Regions from separate parts of the Triticum aestivum genome. Here region 2 is linked to region 1. The links are chromatin contacts, called in public Hi-C maps. All regions are on one chromosome and are shown on one strand. Each heading gives the region's core, a stretch centred on a gene start, on an enhancer-like site or on the middle of the called end of the contact. The rest is flanking DNA. Distances are from core to core; before and after follow the strand shown.

Evidence for each region. A called contact is a pair of places that touch in the nucleus more often than the background predicts.
Region 2: a Hi-C map of leaf shows a contact between it and region 1, with 4 times the contacts expected there. The contact joins the promoter of LOC123121556 here to the promoter of LOC123121555 in region 1. A contact is called at or near these places in 3 of 5 Hi-C or Micro-C datasets (all in leaf) and 1 of 1 datasets of contacts at active chromatin or transcription factors (leaf).

Annotation. Positions count from the first base shown.
Region 1 is chr5D:332,663,626-332,667,831 of IWGSC CS RefSeq v2.1, reverse strand. LOC123121555 (respiratory burst oxidase homolog protein E) reads left to right here and starts at 1,995. Exons shown (of 12, transcript XM_044541558.1): 1 at 1,995-3,327; 2 at 3,486-3,534; 3 at 3,798-3,911; 4 at 4,013-4,206. The coding sequence starts at 2,378.
Region 2 is chr5D:332,829,738-332,833,943 of IWGSC CS RefSeq v2.1, reverse strand. It overlaps LOC123121556 (2Fe-2S ferredoxin), which reads left to right and starts at 2,254. Exons shown (of 8, transcript XM_044541563.1): 1 at 2,254-2,857; 2 at 3,768-3,829. The coding sequence starts at 2,803. TRNAA-CGC (transfer RNA alanine (anticodon CGC)) reads left to right here and starts at 1,749; the gene lies at 1,749-1,821.

The sequences.
Region 1 (4,206 bases), core at 746-3,245:
TTCGATGGCGAGCATCTACAGCGGGTTTCCTGTTAATGCCCGAGCTCGCTTCTCTTCTTTCCCGCCCCTGTCTTTTTCTCTAATTGTTACTGGTATCATGAAGCAATTAATAGAAAAGGGTGTAAGAGCATCTACAGCCGAACTTAGCAAATTCGGCCCCTCAAACACCCGCGGACGCGTCCGGGCGCGTCCGCGGGCACTGACCGAACACCCCTCAAAAATGCGTCGTCCACATCTGTGTAACTCATATCCGAACCCCGATATCCATACTAAATCGTGCAACGTCGATCAAACTACGTAGATCGGCTGGTCGGACATAGAATCAGACATAGGATAGCACAACGGTTCACCAAAAGATCACGAACGGCTGATCATAGGTCCACCAAAGTTCACATAAACGACGGACAACTTCATACTACATCTAATACTTGAAATGAAATTGAACTTCACCACTTCCGGGCCGACCCTTTCCCCTTCTGGTCGCCGGCGTAGCTGTAGCCGTTGGCGGCTGGTGGAGGATCATCCGATTCGTCGAACGAGGAGCCGTCATCGTCGGACGAGGAGGAGGAGGAGACGATGACGAGGCCCTTGAGGCGCTAGACGGCCCGGTCCTGCTGGCGCCTGAGCTTGGCCAACTGAGCCGCCTCTGTCGCCTTCTCCTTCGCCTCCCGCTCGGACCGCTCGATGGCAAGCCGGAGAGCCTTCGCGTTCTTCCGACGGAGCCGCCGAGCGTCCATCTCCGCCGTCGTAAGCGACCGGCGGTAGACCAACGCTAGGAGCTGCTCGTCCTCGTCGGGCTCTGCCGGTAACCCACGGCGGCGGCGGACAGAGCTCTCCGCAGTGTTCCTCTCCCTTGCTCGCTGCCTCTCGCGGCGGGCGGCGCGGCCCACCGACTCCGGCGTGCATGTCCGTGCCAGCGTGGCGGGCACAAGCACCCACCACTGCCCATGAGCGGGAGCAGCAGCCGGCGGGGCCAGGTGACGTCGTAGGGCAGGCGTGGATTGCGCAGGCCGCCTGTTGGAGCTGCCCCCGGGCAGGGAGGGACCAGTGCCGGTGTCCGAGCTGCGTCGACGGGGAAGCTGCGGCTGCGGCGAGGCTGCAGACCCGGAGCTGCCCCCGGTCTCCACCTTGGACCACTCCAAGGCGATGCGGAGGGCAAGCTCATACTCCGGATCCAGCTCGTCGTCGGAGCGGCTGTCGGAGCTCGACATTGCGCCGGATTCGATCGGAATCGGTGCGGGGAGAGGAGAGGACGTAGCGAGAGAGGAGAGTGAGTGAGCTAAAGTTTCGGAGCGATGAGGCTGATGCGGTTTTCTGTGGGACATCCGTGGGGTCGGTGATGGGCCGGACTTGTCAGGCGGACGTGCCCGGACGTGTTCGGACCGCCTCATATCCGCCATATATTTGGGACAGATATGAGGGGTGCCGGTCGGTCCGGGCGTTTGAGGCCTGTTTGAGAGCTTCGGCTGGGTCGGTATTTTGTGACCGGTCAGCGACCGGACGGCCTGCCGGACGTATGTAACGGCTATAGGGCGCCCCGGCTGTAGATGCTTTAAGCTCCTGTTGCAAGAAAAAAATGCCAAAAAACACTTCAACTATTCAAAGTTTTTTTAGGTGAACTATTCAAAGTTGCAACAACAGTCTCCCTCCGAATCAACGGTCCCCCTATCTTCTCCCGTTTAACCCACACGGCGACAGTCGACGGTCGCCAGGCGCGGCCGTCGGGTGCTTCCTCCTTCCAGTCCACTTCATTTTTACCCATTTGGAAGCATCTGAGATTCCGGGACCGAACGCGGTCCGGTCCACGTTCCACAGTCTACACTCTACTCCGCCCCACCCCACCCCACACCGACCGCCCAGCCGCGCGCACGCAGGTTGCCGCCGCACCGAGCACAGCAGCGCTCGCCCCAGGCCAAACCCGTGGCACCCGCAGCTCGTTTCTGGAGGACGACGAGCGGCGCAACAACGGGCAGTAGGAAAGATAAAATGCGTCACCCTTTCGTATAAAGATAAAGCGTTGGCCCGAGGCAGCGGCAAACCCGAGCACCGCTCCGCACCGCACCGCGAAGCCGAGCGAAACCGCGAGCGCGCGCCCGCCCGCGTGCATGCGCGCTGCCGACGAATAGAAGGAGATAGAGGTGGTCACCGCGCCAGAGGTGATCACCGTCCCGCGGCGGGCGCGCGGGCGTACGACAAGCCGAGCCAGCCCACGGTGCGCGGCGGGGAGGGGAGCCGAGCTTGCGTATCATAATACTACAGGCGGACGCACCGCAACTACCATTGCAGCCCCCACCGAGAGCAGCCCCGGGTTATTTTTATTCTTCTTCTTCTTCCTCCTGCACGTCTCGCGGGCGGGCGCGGGGCGCGGGGAGCGGCCATGTGGACGCCGTCGCGCGGGAGCAACGCGCGGCGGGCCGGCCACCGGCGCATCGCGGAGTGCCTCGCGGACGACCAGACCACCAACACCGACACCTCCGACAACGAGTCCTTCACCACCGCCTATGGGGACGAGTTCTTCGCCGCGGCCGCCGGGGGGAGCGGGGGCGGGGGCATGCTCCCGGCATTCCTCGCCGACCAGGAGGACCTGGTGGAGGTCATGCTGGAGCTGGACGAGGAGTCCATGGTGGTGCGCAGCGTCACGCCCACCAGGGCCGCGCTCTACAGCGCCGCCGCGATGCCGCACACGCCGGAGGCGCCGGGGGGAGGAGCTGGCGGCGCCCTCAGCCGCTGCTCGTCCACGTCCTCGCGGATACGGAAGAAGTTCGCGTGGCTGCGCTCGCCGTCCCCCGCGCCCTCGCCCTCGCCGCGCGTGCCCACGCCCGCCGAGCTGCAGCGGGAGGCGGCCATGGCGGCCCGCGAGCGGCGCCGCATCCAGGCGCGGGTCAACCGGTCGCGCGCCGGCGCCAAGCGCGCCCTCAAGGGCCTCCGCTTCATCAGCCGCACCACCGGCTCCCTGGAGGCCGCCGAGCTCTGGCGCCGCGTGGAGGAGCGCTTCAACGCCCTCGCCCACGACGGCCTCCTCTCCCGCGACAACTTCGGCGAATGCATCGGTACTACACCATCCCACCCCACTCTGTTTCTTTCTTGGCAACAACTGCGCTCTGTACCCCCATCCCATTGTGCAACCATTAATGGCGATGTTCTTGGCCATGCCTGTGGATCATCAGGAATGGTGGACTCCAAGGAGTTCGCGGAGGGCATCTTCGACGCGCTGGCGCGGCGGCGGCGGCAGAACCTGGAGCGGATCACCAAGGAGGAGCTCTACGACTTCTGGCTCCAGATCTCCGATCAGAGCTTCGACGCGCGGCTCCAGATCTTCTTCGACATGTAAGCGCCACCGGAACCGAATTCCCCACCCATACATTTTCCTTCACCGGATCCCAAGCAACCGCTTTAGTCGGCCATTCTCCCGGCTTCCGATGCAAGCTCTCGCGTCCCAGATTCTCGATGCTCATTCTTCTTGTTTTGCCCCAAATTCAACTCAGGGTGGACACCAACGTGGACGGGAGGATCACGAGGGAGGAAGTACAGGAGGTGATGACTTGTTTAAACGCTTTTCCTCGACTCCTTTTGCTGTGTTCATTTCTCCATTACCAGCGTTTAAGAAGCTTCTTCTGTGCGCCCGGCTCCAATTACAGTCACGCTTGCTGTTACTGTTACTACTTAGTTAATTACTGCTGCGGTAACTGTCACGGCTTTGCTGTTACTTTCACGTGCTCTGCTTCTGCCTCACTCATCAAGTCCAAAGTAGTAAAAAAATTCTCACTGAATAAACTTTGGTCGTCTTCTCCGAGCAGCTGATCGTTCTGAGCGCGTCGGCGAACAAGCTCGCGAAGCTCAAGGAGCAGGCGGAGGAGTACGCGTCGCTCATCATGGAGGAGCTCGACCCGGAGAACCTCGGCTACATTGAGGTGCGTACAATACGTGTACCTGCACGACTTAATTGTACATGACGTACGCGGGTACGTGGACGCTGACACGTGTGATGACTTTTGTCTCGGCCGCTCGCCAGCTGTGGCAGCTGGAGACGCTGCTGCTCCAGCGCGACACGTACATGAACTACAGCCGGCCGCTGAGCACAGCGAGCGGCGCGCAGTGGAGCCAGAACCTCGGCGTGGGCACCAGCGGGGCCGCGGCGGCGGCGGGCGGCGCCGCCAACAAGGGAGAGGACGACGACAGCGGTCCGCAGACGTGGGGGGAAGGGAT
Region 2 (4,206 bases), core at 1,005-3,504, 170 kb before region 1:
TCCTTCCGGTCGGAGCGGCGCGGTGCGGGCCGTCCTCTTCGACGGGAGCTCGACCGGCGGATATGCTTGCTTGAGGCGGCGCGGCGAGGTAGCGCAGGGGCGGCTCGAGCGCGCTTCGGGGCCGGCTGGCGCGGTTCTACGCGCGGCGGCTCGCCGCAGGCGTTGGCGCGGGCGCACGGAGCGGAGGGCGTGGATCTGAGCGGGCCACGGAGAGGAGCGTGATGGGGCTGCGTGGGGCGCCGCGCGTGCGTGGCGGCTCGGGCGCCCATTTGTGGTCGAGCGCTGCTCTGCTGCTTGGGTGCTCTGCTCCACGGCCTCGGGTGCTTGGGTACTCTGCTCCGCGGCGTGAGGGGCTCAGGAGGAGCTGGGATGAGGTGCTGCTGCACGGGAAGGTGCTGCACAAGGGGTCCGGTGGCGCGGATCTGTCGCCGGGAAGTTGCGCGACGGCGCGGTGAGGGGCTGCTGCTCAGGCGGCATGGTGGAGCGGCTTCGCTGTGAGGATGCAGGAGCAACAGCTTCGGATCTGCTCGGATTCAGGCGGAGACGGTGGACGTCGACCATGGGATTGTGTGCTGTGCAGTGCTCCGGATCTGCTCGGATTCGGAGGTGTAGAGGAGCTCCGGGCCAAAGTTCAGCACTGACCTTGGGTCGGTGCCGGCAACATCGGTGCCATGGCCATGTTGTCGTTCCCCTTTTTGAAGGTGTTGCCGTGGAGCTCCATTACATGACTCTCCGGGAGAAATCCCTAGCTTCGGATGGTCGAAGCGGGCGATGACGGCGGCTACGTCGTTTCCTTCTTTGAGGCATCGCCTTTGGAGAGTCAGCATGTTGCAGTTTGCACGGATCTCTTCATCGTCGGGGACGGTGGACGTCGGGGCGGCGGCTCCGGGTGGTTTCTGATTGTGCGTCGAGATGGCGATCTCGGGAACAATGTGAGTGACAGCTCTATGAGGTGGGGCTCTATCTCGACATTGGTTGGGTGGCATCCTTGTCCCGCTTGGGCGGTAGGGGTGTCGGCTCGGTCGATGCGCCCAGAGGGGGCGGTCTGACTTTATGTCGGGGCGGCGGCCCCGGATGTGGTGCGACGTTCGTGGTCTGCGAGCGGTTGCCCTGAGCAGCGTGGGCTGCGGGCAGCTGGGTTGTGCGGCGTTGCTGGTCGAGGGGAGCGGTGGTATGTCGGGGCGGCGGTGCCGGTTGATTGCGCTGAGCGCGACGGAGCGGTGGATGTCGGGGCGGCGGCCCCGAGAGAATCTCTGTGGCGACCAGACTTTCTGTGGCAACGATGATGGTGGGAGCGATGTCGGCGACGCGGCAATGGTTAGGGTAGTCGACTCTTCTCCGGCGTGTCCACGGTTTTGCCTCGGTTTGCTTGTTGCTGTGGAGTCGAAGCTGCGGCGGCGGGGCCCTGTGGTGTACGATGACTGGCTGCAGTGGCCCTTTCGGAGATCTTCCGTGGCGCCAGCCGTGCCTGGTTTTGTTTTTCTGAGTTCTCCGTCAGAGTCGGAGCTGCGTTGTCTGGCCGTAGGTCGATTTGTCGTCGATTAGGGTGGGCTTTGCCCTGTGTGTTTCAGTCTATGGAGTGGACCTGGCCCTTGTTGTTCCGGTTTTCCATAATTAACTGGGCAATTCTCTTCTACTTAATTAATAGATGAGGCAATCTTTGCCTCCGTTTCAAAAATAAATGGACCTAACCTCTCAGTTCTTAATTGAAACGAATATTAAGCTTTAGATCTCGCATTCGTCAGCTTGGGGACGTAGCTCATATGGTAGAGCGCTCGCTTCGCATGCGAGAGGCACGGGGTTCGATTCCCCGCGTCTCCATTTTCGTTTTTCTTCCTTAAATCAGATTGCCGAATTTTGGGATCCGTTTTTTTGAGACATTCGAGGATCAGTTTCTTTATCGAGATTTGGGTCAATATAAGCTGGAGAAATGGCCCAACTATAAGATTCGCATAAAACTGTTCAGTTGGGCTACCCTCCCGGCCCAGCTGCTCGGCCCGCGCTCTCTACTTCCTTCTCAAGCGAAGCCGAACCCCTCTTCCTCCTCCGCTGATCCTCCCAAACCCGCGCCCCGAATCTGCTGCCGCCGCTGCGTCCGTCTCGGTTTTGCCCCTCCGGTGAAGATGCTGTCAAGGATCTCCCGCCTCGGCGTCCACGCCCTGAGCCGGGCGAGGCTAGGTTTGCTTCTCCTCCCCACTCCACCGTCGCCCATCGGCTTCGCGATTTCATTTGCCTCCGCTGCGGCGTTGTTTTATTTGGAGTATGTCTCGGTTAGAACTAGAGGGCATCGAGCGCGTGATTCCTGATTCCTGAGTTGCTCACGAACTACTCCGTGGGTTTTCCTCGTGGTCACCTGGGGTGCCCTGTCAAATTTGTGCTGAGCCCAGCGTGCTACTTGCCCCGGGTGTTAATTCCAGGTCATTCGGATGCAATGACGCGCCTAGTTTCGAGTTTGTGGATGCGGTCAGGCTGATGATTAGTTGATTGACATCTGGGAGCAAATGCGAGGTGCTTTGATGAAGTAGCTACTAGCAGCAGCAGCAGCAGCATCGAGGGGATATACCTGTTGGTTGTGGCCACACTGATTTCCTGCTATTTGGTCACGCAGAGTTAATCCTACATCTGGTAGTTGGCACGGAGGCACTAGTTAGTGGGTTTTTTGTATTTCCTGTGGATTGGTGTCTGTTTTAAGGAATGTGGGCAGTATCTTCTGTAAGAGTGCTTTCTAGCTCTTCTGTAAGAGTGTTTTAAGGAATCTGCTGCCGCCGCTGCGTCCGTCTCGGTTTTGCCCCTCCGGTGAAGATGCTGTCAAGGATCTCCCGCCTCGGCGTCCACGCCCTGAGCCGGGCGAGGCTAGGTTTGCTTCTCCTCCCCACTCCACCGTCGCCCATCGGCTTCGCGATTTCATTTGCCTCCGCTGCGGCGTTGTTTTATTTGGAGTATGTCTCGGTTAGAACTAGAGGGCATCGAGCGCGTGATTCCTGATTCCTGAGTTGCTCACGAACTACTCCGTGGGTTTTCCTCGTGGTCACCTGGGGTGCCCTGTCAAATTTGTGCTGAGCCCAGCGTGCTACTTGCCCCGGGTGTTAATTCCAGGTCATTCGGATGCAATGACGCGCCTAGTTTCGAGTTTGTGGATGCGGTCAGGCTGATGATTAGTTGATTGACATCTGGGAGCAAATGCGAGGTGCTTTGATGAAGTAGCTACTAGCAGCAGCAGCAGCAGCATCGAGGGGATATACCTGTTGGTTGTGGCCACACTGATTTCCTGCTATTTGGTCACGCAGAGTTAATCCTACATCTGGTAGTTGGCACGGAGGCACTAGTTAGTGGGTTTTTTGTATTTCCTGTGGATTGGTGTCTGTTTTAAGGAATGTGGGCAGTATCTTCTGTAAGAGTGCTTTCTAGCTCTTTGTCAAGACAACTGATGCGGTGTCTCATTGCTCACCCTGATTATGGGGTCTACAAATATGCAAGTTGGATTGGCCTGCTCAGTTTTCCATAATAACATGTAATGTTTGTTTATGTGTTTTTTAAGGTGAACCATACTATTCAAGATGTTCCCCTTTTATGTTTAGATATACATTTTGGAAGAAATGTATGTTTAGTTATTCTTGGTATGTGAGCCTAGGGTCTGTTTAGTTATTTTTGACTAGCGCTTTAAGTAAATTTTAAGAGAACACATTCTTTAGACTGGCATGCTTGTCTGTTTGTTATGGCCATCTTTCGTTTCTCTATGTCCACTGAATTATTCTGACATTTATCAGGTCAAAAGTCAGTAACTTCAAGGAATCAGGAAGAACCCATCAGAGCCTGTATGAACTATGTGGTCAGCTCTCTCTCTCTCTCTCTCTCTCTCTCTCTCTCTCTCAAATGTTGCATTGTTAACTTGCCTACATTTACTGCCAACTTATACAAAGGAGTTTCCCTGGTTGCTGGAACTGTCCATTTGCTAGGCCTTCAAGCATTTTTTTTGCAGGGAATTTCTTCGAGCAATCCTAACTGTGCCGTTAACCTGCAGAACTTGTTAATCTTTGCTTTGGTACACCCCCCTTAAAAGTTTGCACAAATCTTAAAGTTACTTAAAAAGGCTATCCTCATATTAGTTTCATAGTTTGCAGATCTAACGTATTGAATAGATTGATTTGGATAAAAAAAAATATTATCCTTTTTCATATAAAGGGTACCTTCTAATCTCCACCTTTA